Regions from separate parts of the Ovis aries genome. Here region 2 is linked to region 1. The links are chromatin contacts, called in public Hi-C maps. All regions are on one chromosome and are shown on one strand. The core of a region is the stretch at or near the end of the contact, and the rest is flanking DNA. Distances in the headings are between cores, read along the strand shown. Region 1 holds the start of KLF2 (KLF transcription factor 2). Region 2 holds the start of RAB8A (RAB8A, member RAS oncogene family).

Region 1 (5,071 bases), core at 1,549-4,048:
CATGGGGTCGCCAAGAGTCGGACACGACTGAGCGACTGAACTGAACTGAATTGAACACTGTTGTATATGATACTATAACAGTAGATACATGTCACTATGCATCTGTTGCAACCCAGAGAGTGTCCAACACAAGAGTGAACCCTAAGGTAAACTGCAGGCTTGAGTTAATAACATTGTATTGACATTGGCTCAATAACGATGTATCGATATGTAACAAACATATCTAACGCAAGGTGTTAATAACAGGGGAAGCTGTAATGGGAGGCTATATGGGGACTCTTTGTACTTTCTGCTCATTTTTTCTGTAAACCTGACACTCCTCTATAAAAATAAAGTTCATTCGTTAAGGCAGGAGGGGGTGGGAGATGAGCCAGAGCCCAGCAAGAGGAAAGTGAGAGGACTGAAGGCTTGGTGGAAGGCACAGCGAGTACCAAAGCCTGGGGGGCAGGGGCAAGGTAACGTGCTTGGTGTGTTTAGAACCTGCAGGGAATCAAGAGTAGGGAAGGAACAGGGATGGGCTGGAGAGAGCTGTAGGACCTCTCTGAGGGGGAGGATGACCCAGGGGCCATTTGAGCCGAGGTCTGCAATTGCCTGAGAATCACACAACCTGGGAAACAAATTCGCTTCCCTTCGACTTCCGCTCATTATCGTTTGGGGAAACTGAGGCCCAGAGCATGTCAATGAACAAAGCAATCAGCCATTCAGGTAAGGCCACAGGATCTCATCAACACTTCCACCAAAGGAGAAGCATCTGCAGGACTCTTACAATATCCCTGTGAGGGTAAGGCATTATTATATTCTGTGAGCTCAGAGAGGCAAAGCTACTTGTTCGAGGTCACACAGGGAGTGGTCAGTGGCTGGCTGAGCCTCCACCATCACAGTGGCTGGCTGCAGGAAGCATGTTGGAGCTCAACTTGAAGTCATGAACTGTGATGGACTGAAAGCACCTCTGGGTGCCCCACAGCTGGCAAACAGGGCTTATCAACAAGTGTTTGCCTAATCCACAATCTGATGAATCATAATAGGATGGCACACCCCTGAGGCTCCTTCCAGCTGGGAGGATCCAGGACTGTGGACCCCAAAGAGGGTCTCTTGGCATCTGCGGGATGGCAAGGGGGTCCCCCTGCAGTGGCCCTGGCTTTGGGGGGGGGGGTCCAGACTCTATCCGTGACAAAGTCTCCGGACCCCAGGGAAGGTTTTCAGGTTAGGAGCTGCCTGCACCCCTCCCCGCCTGGCTGTGGGACACTACCTGATCATGGACACCTCCAAGCCTGAATGTGAGTGCTGGTATCAAGAGGCCAAGGCTGGATACCGGCTCCAGGTTACACCATGAGATACTCTCCCTTTGATAACCACTTGGCTCCCCTTCCCCCCACATCTTGACTCACACATCTCCTCTTGGGTGAGGTTCAAAATTCCACACATTCTCTCTCTCCCCGTCTCACACACACTCACGACCTATCTCCAGCCCCTGCTGCTGCTGCTGCTGCTGCTAAGTCGCTTCAGTCGTGTCCGACTCTGCGCGACCCCATAGACGGCAGCCTACCAGGCTCCTCCATCCCTGGGATTCTCCAGGCAAGAACGCTGGAGTGGGTTGCCATTTCCTTCTCCAATGCATGAAAGTGAAAAGTGAAAGTGAAGTCGCTCAGTCGTCTCAGACTCTTAGCGACCCCATGGACTGCAGCCCACCAGGCTCCTCTGTCCATGGGAGTTTCCAGGCAAGAGTACTGGAGTGGGGTGCCATTGCCTTCTCCGGCCCCTGCTTTCCCCTAAATAGCTGTTCATTTGACATCTCCTCCCCACCCCCCACCCCTCATTACAGTGAAAGCCTCGAAGGCAGGGATTTGTCTGCCTGTTGGCAAATGCGTTTCCAGTGCCCACAGAGAACAGCACGCAGTAACAGCAGAAGGGACAGTCCCTTCCTGGCAGGTCCTCAAGCATGGTGTGAGGCACCTAGGGGGCCGTGTTTAAGAGGCTCCCAGCGGAGGTTTGTTGCCACCGGCCCCGCTGTTCTGGGTCTATATTGTCAGATTCCTTGTCTTGAGTCTCTTCACTTACATGAGTCAGAAAAGGCACCAAGCCTGTGGACAGCTGTCAGACCTCAAGCCTCTCCCAGCACGTTCGGAATCTCAGTTTCCCCTCCCTGAAGGGCTTCCTTGAGACGGAGCCTCTCAAAAACTTAACACTTCTTGGTATCATCATGCGAGCAGAGTGGTGGACCTAGCAGTAGATCAGGGCTTGGTGGGTCCCAAGGAAATGAGTCGCTGAGTCTCTCCATCCATCATGAGTCCAGGGAACACCACCCTGAGCTCGCCGGACCCGTTACCCCCATCCATCAAGGATTTGGGGGACCCTTCTGTGACTGCGGGGCCCATCTCCCCATCCGTCAGGGATCCTGGTCCATTCACAGTCCCGGGTCCCCGACGCTATTCCCCGCTCCGGGTCCTCCCTGTCCTCACGCAGGCGGGAGCCCACGAAGGGACAGCGGGGATCCCTGAGCGTCACGCTGCTGTTGTGCGGCGTGTGTTGACGCCGTCGCCTGGGAGACGGGCGGGGGCGGGCCCGGGGGGGGGGCGCGGCCTGGCTGTTGGCGCTCGGGGCCGAGCCGGCCGTGCAGGGCCCTGGCGGCCTCAGTGGCCACGGCCGCCGCCGCCGCCCGCCGGCTTATATACCGCGGCTAAATTTAGGCTGCGCCCGGAGCTCGTCCCCATCCGGGACGCGTTTCCGCCGCCGCCGCCTTGGCCCGGCCCCCGCGCGCGCCGCGCCTATAAGGCTTGGGCGGGCCCGGCCGCGGCCCGCAGAGCCGTCCCCGCCCGCCCGCGCCCCGACCAGCCCGGCTTCGGGCAGCCTCTCACCGGTGTCCCGAGTCCGCGTCAGCCCCAGGTCCCAGCCATGGCGCTGAGCGAGCCCATCCTCCCGTCCTTCTCCACTTTCGCTAACCCGTGCCGGGAGCGCGGCCTGCAGGAGGTGAGGGCGGCAGGGACCGCGGGCGGCGGGGGCGGCTGGCTCAGGGTAGCAGAACGTGGGCTGCGGGGTAGGAGAACGCAGGCGGCAGGCACGGCGGGCTCAGGGTGATGGAAGGCGGGTAGCGGGCCGCGATCCCCACCCCACCGCGCGCTCACTCCCGCGCCTATCGCCCTGTCACCCGCAGCGCTGGCCGCGCACCGAGCCCGAGGCAGGCGGCACCGACGACGACCTCAACAACGTGTTGGACTTCATCCTGTCCATGGGGCTGGACGGCCTGGGAGCTGAGTCCGCCCCGGAGCCCCCGCCGCCCCCGCCGCCCCCGCCGCCCGCGTTCTACTACCCGGACCCCGGCGCGCCGCCTCCCTATGGCGCCCCCGCGGGCGGTTTGGTGTCCGAGCTGCTGCGGCCCGAACTGGACGTGCCACCGGGACCCGCGCTGCACGGTCGCTTTCTGCTGGCGCCGCCGGGCCGCCTAGTGAAGGCTGAGCCCCCCGAGGCGGACGGTGGCGGCGGCGGCTACGGCTGCCCGCCCGGCCTGGCCCGCGGACCACGGGGCCTCAAGCGCGAAGGCGCCCCGGGCCCGGCAGCCGCGTGCATGCGAGGCCCCGGGGGCCGGCCCCCGCCACCGGCCGACACGCCACCGCTCAGCCCTGATGGCCCCGCGCGCCTGCCTGCACCCGGCCCGCGCGCCCCCTTCCCGCCTCCCTTCGGCGGCCCGGGCTTCGGCGCGCCCGGGCCCGGCCTGCATTACGCGCCGTCCGCGCCCGCCGCCTTCGGTCTCTTTGACGACGCGGCCGCCGCCGCGGCGGCTCTGGGTTTGGCGCCACCCGCCGCCCGAGGTCTCCTCACGCCGCCTGCGTCTCCGCTGGAGCTGCTGGAGGCCAAGCCCAAGCGCGGCCGCCGGTCCTGGCCGCGGAAACGCACGGCCACGCACACCTGCAGCTACGCGGGCTGCGGCAAGACCTACACCAAGAGCTCGCACCTCAAGGCGCACCTGCGCACGCATACAGGTGGGCGCCGAGCACGGGCCGGGGACCACTGCGGGGGCGCGCTAGCGGAAGGGCGTGCTTAGGAACCCCCAGAGGGCGTAGCGCGAGGGTTGGGCAGGGGGCGAGGTCTTAGAAAGCCCCCTGGGGGCGTGGTTCGGGAACCGGGGGCGTGAGTGCGCCCCTAGGATCCTCCTGGGAGCGTGGCTCGGGACTTTGGGCAGGGGTGAGCACTTAGGAAACCTAGGGGGACCCTGTGTCTCGGACTGTTGCGGAGAGAGTGCAGGCTTAGGGGCCCCCTGGGGGCGTGGCTCTAGACACCGAGGAGCGTCCGGACAGGGTGCGCCTCGGACACCCGGGGAGTGAGGATCGCGAGACCGGGGAGTGAGGGATCCTGTGCCTAGGATGCCTACGGGTTCAAAAAGTAGCCGGGAGCACTTCGGAGAGCTGGTTAAGGGTAGGATGTGCGCACCCGAGTAGCCACTAAGCAGCGGGGTGAGTACCGGAGGAAAACTAAGACCCGCTCTCGCCCTCTCCCTGCAGGCGAGAAGCCCTACCACTGCAACTGGGAAGGCTGCGGCTGGAAGTTCGCGCGATCGGACGAGCTCACGCGCCACTACCGCAAGCACACGGGCCACCGGCCCTTCCAGTGCCACCTGTGCGACCGTGCCTTCTCGCGCTCCGACCACCTGGCGCTGCACATGAAGCGGCACATGTAGCCCGGACGCCCCCCACCCCCACCCGCGCGCGGCCGTGGCGGGTCCCACGCGCCGGGCACGGCCCCCTTCCAAACTGTGACTGGTATTTATTGGGCCCAGAGGACCGGGGCCGGGCACAGCGTGGCCACCGAGGGGGCGCCCCTCCCCTACCGCCCCCCCCCCCACGATGCCCGACCCCCAGCAGAGACTGAAGGCCCGGTGGGAGAAGACCACGATCCTCCTTGACGAGTTTTGTTTTCAAAATGGTGCAATAATTAAGCGTCGTCTTCCCCCAGCCCCACCGGGTCTACACTAGAGGACCGAGGCTTGATGCCTTGTGAAAAATAACGCCTTAACTCGTACTGTGCAACGGTTTTTATAATATTGTACATAGAAACTGTGACATATTGTATTATTGTA
Region 2 (5,071 bases), core at 893-3,392, 200 kb before region 1:
GAGAACCATGAGGAACAGCAATATCTAAGAGACAAGCAAAAACACCCCCAAGGACTGCAATGGACTCTGAGAAGCAGCACCCAGAGAAGAGGCGGTGTGGGTAATAAAAAGAAACGGGGAAATAAAATGGGAACAGTACCAAGAAGAGGACCACCGGAGAATGTGGTCAACAGTAGCAAACAACACAGGCAGAAACCTGCGAAGTGGCCAATGGCTCCGGCTGAAGCTCTTCCTAACCATAGGAAGATTAGCAGAAAAATGTGCTGCAGCGGGTGGAAGAGGTAGGGGCCATCTTTTATAACTAACTTCCTTGGGCAAGTCTCTATGCATGATACCCCTAGAGCGACACCTAGCGGTGGCCATGCGAAGTGGTATGTGAGAGAGTGAAGTCGCTTAGTCGTGTCCGACTCTTTGCGCCCCCGTTGACTGTAGCCCGCCAGGCTCCTCTGTCCATGGGATTCTCCAGGCAAGAATACTGGAGTGGGTTGCCGTTTCCTTCTCCAGGGGATCTTCCCAACCCAAGGATCGAACCCGGGTCTCCTGCATTGCAGGCAGACGCTTCATCCTCTGAGCCGCCAGGGAAGCCCTGCAAGTGGTCGCCATGGCTCATCTCAACGATGCAGGAAAACATCGTGATCAAGACCGCAGCCTCCAGACTTCCCTGGCGACCCAGTGGTTAAGGATCTGCACTCCCACTGCAGAGGCATACCCGGTCAGGGATCCAAGGTCTACACACGCAACATGTACGTGTGTGTGTAAGTTGCTCAAGTCAGGTCGACTCTGTGCAAGCCCATGGACTGTAGCCCTCCAGGCTCCTCTGTCCACGGGGATTCTCCAGGCAAGAATACTGGAGTGGGTTGTTATTTCCTCCTCCAGGGGATCTTCCCCAGCCAGCGATCGAACTCAGGTCTCCCGCATTGCGGGCAGATTCTTTACCGTTTGAGCCACATGGTGCAGACCAAAAAAAAAAAAAAAAAGACCTCAACCTCTAAAGCTGGTTCTTTTGAGTTCAAAATCCGGCCTACCTGGTTCAGACCCTGGGAAAGTCACTTAACCTATTTGGCCTCGGTTTGGAGGCCAAACCAATACTGGAGTGGATTGCCGTTTCCTTCTCCAGGGGATCTTCCCAACCCAGGGATTGAACCCTGGTCTCCCGCATTGTAGACGGACGCTTTACCACCAGGGAAGTCGGGGTGGGGATAAAACACTGAAAATGCTGACAACACTGGCAGGCACAGAGCCAACGCCTGTTAAGTATTCCCTATAATTCACACTGCGCTAACTCCTTCAGAGGGGTCCGAAGCCCCCAGGTGCGCCTCAAAGAGCTGATTGGTTTGCCGCGGGCGAGGCTCCGGGTAAGACTTGGTTCTAAACAGGTTTGTGGGCCGGTCCTGAGGAGTCCTGCAGGCCTCAGGGCGCAGCTTGGTGAATGAGGTCTGGGTGTCTCTAGGTAGGTCCCCTGGCCAGCGCCGAGGTCCCTCAGCAGGTCTCCAGGGGACCTCGCTTCGACTATCACTGCGCCCCTGTTCTCCTTTGCTCTTTGGCTCCCCTGGAACGACGCCGACGTCTCCACACCGCACCATCACAGCCACGCTGCCTCCCAGCACTTGTCCGAGCACCAACTGAGGCTGCGCGGGTCTTGGAACGCGGGCGCCAGCGACCCCACGCGCGTGCGCCCTCTGCTGGCACCAACGGTCTTCCCGGCGCGCGTGCGCACAAGCTCCAGACCAGCCCCTGGTTTGAGGGCGCGCGAAGCCGTTGACCAAGCTCCCAGCTTATCCCCATCCCATCGTGGGGCGGGGTCGCCCCAGAGTCAAGGGAAGAAGGCGGGGACAGGGGATGCCACGCCTCCTCCCTGTCCGTATTTGAAGCTCCTTGACGTCTCACCACTGGCCAATCGCAGCCCGCCTTATCCTGAGCGCCGGCCAATGAGCGGCGTGTTTGGGTCGCTTCCGGCTCTGCGCCCAGTTCGCCCCTTCCCCACGTCTTCCCGAGGCGGGCGGGGGTGCGGGGGCTGGCGTCGGCCGCGGTGACGCGGGTCGGGCCAGGAGCCAATCGGGGGCGGGATCGGCGCTGATGGACGGGGCTAGCGGCCAGTGGAGAGGCGCTAGCAGCACTTCCCGTCGGGGAGAGAGTGTAATATGGCGAAGACCTACGATTACCTGTTCAAGCTGCTGCTGATCGGGGACTCGGGGGTGGGGAAGACCTGTGTCCTGTTCCGCTTCTCCGAGGACGCCTTCAACTCCACTTTCATCTCCACCATAGGTAGCGGGGCTGGGGAGCGGCCGGGGGCGCAAGAGGCCCGGGCCGGGCGCGCCCCTGAGGAGCTGGGGCTGAGGGAGCGGCCGGGCGGGATGGACCAGGGATCTCAGAGGATCTAAGGGAGGCAGAGGGTTAAAGAGCAGTCGCCTGCATCATCGTTTGGGGGTTCCCCGGACATGGGAGGGAGTGGGGACCAGGTGCCCATTTTGCAGATAGGAAGACTGAGGCCCCAACCCTCAGCCTGCTCAGGGAGTATATGTCCTGGTTGAGGTCTTGGCCCCCGTCGTCTTGTTCTGTCTTTGCAGCAGCCCTTGAAGCAGTTTTTGGTTTCCTCGTCTTACTAATTGGAAACAGGCATGGAGAATTTGTCCATGGGGAAAGGACAGCAACAAGTGACATCTGACCTTATTATGCATTTACTGTGTGCCAGGCGCTTTATGGTGCATTATCACACTTCCGAATGCTCTGTATTAGGTCCTGTTACTAGTTCATTTCACAAATGAGGAATTTGAGGCTCACAGAGCACACTAGACTTGCCTGTGGTCACACCGTCTACGGGTGGCAAAAATGGTATTTGTTCCCAGATACCTATGAAAATCCCATGGACGAAGGAGCCTGATAGGTTACAGTCCATGGGGTTGCACAGGACTGAGCGGCTTCACTTTCGCTTTATGTCTGAACCCAGAAATCAAGGCTCAACCATCCCAGAGAGATGGGAGCACTCACCCCCAGGACAAGCACAGCTGATCCATCTCAAAGCCAGGACTCCAACCCAGACATCTCTTCTTTCCTCTGGAATATTCAGGGGTTGCACCCCTCTCCCTGACCTGTTTCCCCCATGGATGAATTTCTTCTAGAAGGAATGGTGAGAGGGAGTCCAGAGACTTTCCCTGCCCGTGCCCAGCCTTCCATCCCACTCGAGGGTGACAGAAATGGCGATTGATAGCTGTCTGCTCTGGGACCTGTCATCTCGAGGCGGATGCCAGATAAAAGCTTCAGTGAGAAACCAAAATCAGCCGCTGCCACTGACAGCCCTGACTTCCCTATCGCTCGGCCCAGGACCCTGGTTGTCACTTTGCAGAACAGCCCTTGCCTGCGGGGCCAACCCACATTGTGGTGGAACAGAGTTGTTGCTTCTCAGTTCTGACATCCATGAAAGTGGAGCTGGCTTCTCCCCACCCCACAAAAATGATCGTTGTCCACATGAAAAGGTTTGACCTGAAAGTAACATCCATCAAGCCCATGGCCTGTAAATTATGCAGCCTTGCTGTGGGGTGGGGAACTGAGAGAAAGATCACTAAGCCCAGGGGTTGGGGAAAAAAACCTAGGAAATGGGCTTTGCTTTACCCATGTGTGCCCAATCTCCCTAATCCCCATAGTGAGCTGCTGATTCCATCTTTGCCTTCCTCCAGAGCTGCACTTTGCAAGACTCTTAGCTGCCAAATGGAAAGAGAATTGGACTGGCATTCATCATTCTGATGTCCAGGTGCTGTTTGCCCTTGAACAAGCACTTCACCTCTCCGAGCCCTGTCTATTCAGTTTAGGAGTGGTGTCTCTGTTTTGGCCAGCACCTGGATGGTGGAGGATCAGAGCTGTCCAATGAATAGCAGGCTTTCACCACTGTCAGTGGCCATCTAGAGGAAGCAGTGTCTCCTACCGTGATAGCATCCTTCCCTGGACACAGGTCCTTCTGATTCCTCCCCTTCGCTAACACCAAGGTCAGACTTTGGGGTTTACCTTTGCATCCCCACCAATCAGGAAGTGGTATTCACTCCTGGTAGACTGTGGCTCGCTCTCAGCCCAGACCTCGGTTTCCCAGAGTCAGAACCTTCCTAGTGAGAATTTGGGGGTTGAGTTTTTTGTTTGCTTCTTAGTTCTTGACGGGAAAACCCAATCTAGTCTCTGAGGAGGCCAGCCTCCACTTACAGGTGAGGATGTCACTTGGGCAAGGTCATCTAAGGCGGTGGACGTGGCACTTAAACCCAGAATCCCGCCCCCGCACCCCGGGATCCTTATTACATGTGTAGCCTTCCTGCTGGCCTCTATTTTCTAGGAAAATTTAATTCCCCATGTCCTTGAAGTTATGGCCTCATAACTCTTAGGCCTTGTAAAGTTTACACTTCCTAATTAAATTTGGTGTGTTAGTAAAACCCAAGAGGCAGCTAGAGTGGTGCTCTGGGTTCTGTCGATTGGACATTGCTTCTTGATTTCATACATTCATTCCCATGTGTGTGGGCTTTGCTGGTGGCTCAGAAAGTAAAGAATCTGCCTTCAATGCAGGAGACCTGGGTTTGATCCCTGGATGGGGAAGGTCCTCTGGAGAAGGGAATGGCAACCCACTCCAGTATTCTTGCCTGGAGAATCCCGTGAACACAGGAGCCTGGAGGGCTACAGTCCATAGGGTCGCAAAGAACTGGACACGACTGAGCGACTCACGCACGCACACGCGCACGCACGCGTGTATATCAGGAGTAAGGGATGTTTTAGGAAGACTTTAAGAATGCTTTAAGAAGCCACTTGCATGTGGCTTAGTCCTGAAATACAGCCTAATGCATAGAGGCGATTGGCACTGAGCGTACCTCTGTATTTTCTTTATAGATTGGGGATTAAGTGGCTGTTCATTTTCTGCCCAGGTTAACTTTTGCCAAAGCCTGCTCCCATAAGCTCCATCGATCATTTGTGGTGTGAACGTGGCCCCGTGGCTCCTGGAGTTAGCTCTCCTCAGCCTGGCTCAACCCCTGGCTTCTCCTTAGAGCCCCATTCATTCATTCCTTCAGGGAGGTGGATGATGTACGTGAAAGTGCTTGCC

What was found. Hi-C and Micro-C count contacts between places; a contact is called where the count stands out from the background.
Region 2: a contact with region 1 is called in a Hi-C map of blood, with 3 times the contacts expected there. The contact joins the promoter of RAB8A here to the promoter of KLF2 in region 1. A contact is called at or near these places in 2 of 16 Hi-C or Micro-C datasets (blood and skin fibroblasts).

The regions. Positions count from the first base shown.
Region 1 is chr5:6,465,331-6,470,401 of ARS-UI_Ramb_v3.0, reverse strand. It overlaps KLF2 (KLF transcription factor 2), which reads left to right and starts at 2,798. Exons shown (of 3, transcript XM_015095770.4): 1 at 2,798-2,967; 2 at 3,152-3,977; 3 at 4,497-5,071. The coding sequence starts at 2,893. The coding sequence ends at 4,672.
Region 2 is chr5:6,669,257-6,674,327 of ARS-UI_Ramb_v3.0, reverse strand. RAB8A (RAB8A, member RAS oncogene family) reads left to right here and starts at 2,142. Exons shown (of 8, transcript NM_001161860.1): 1 at 2,142-2,265. The coding sequence starts at 2,142.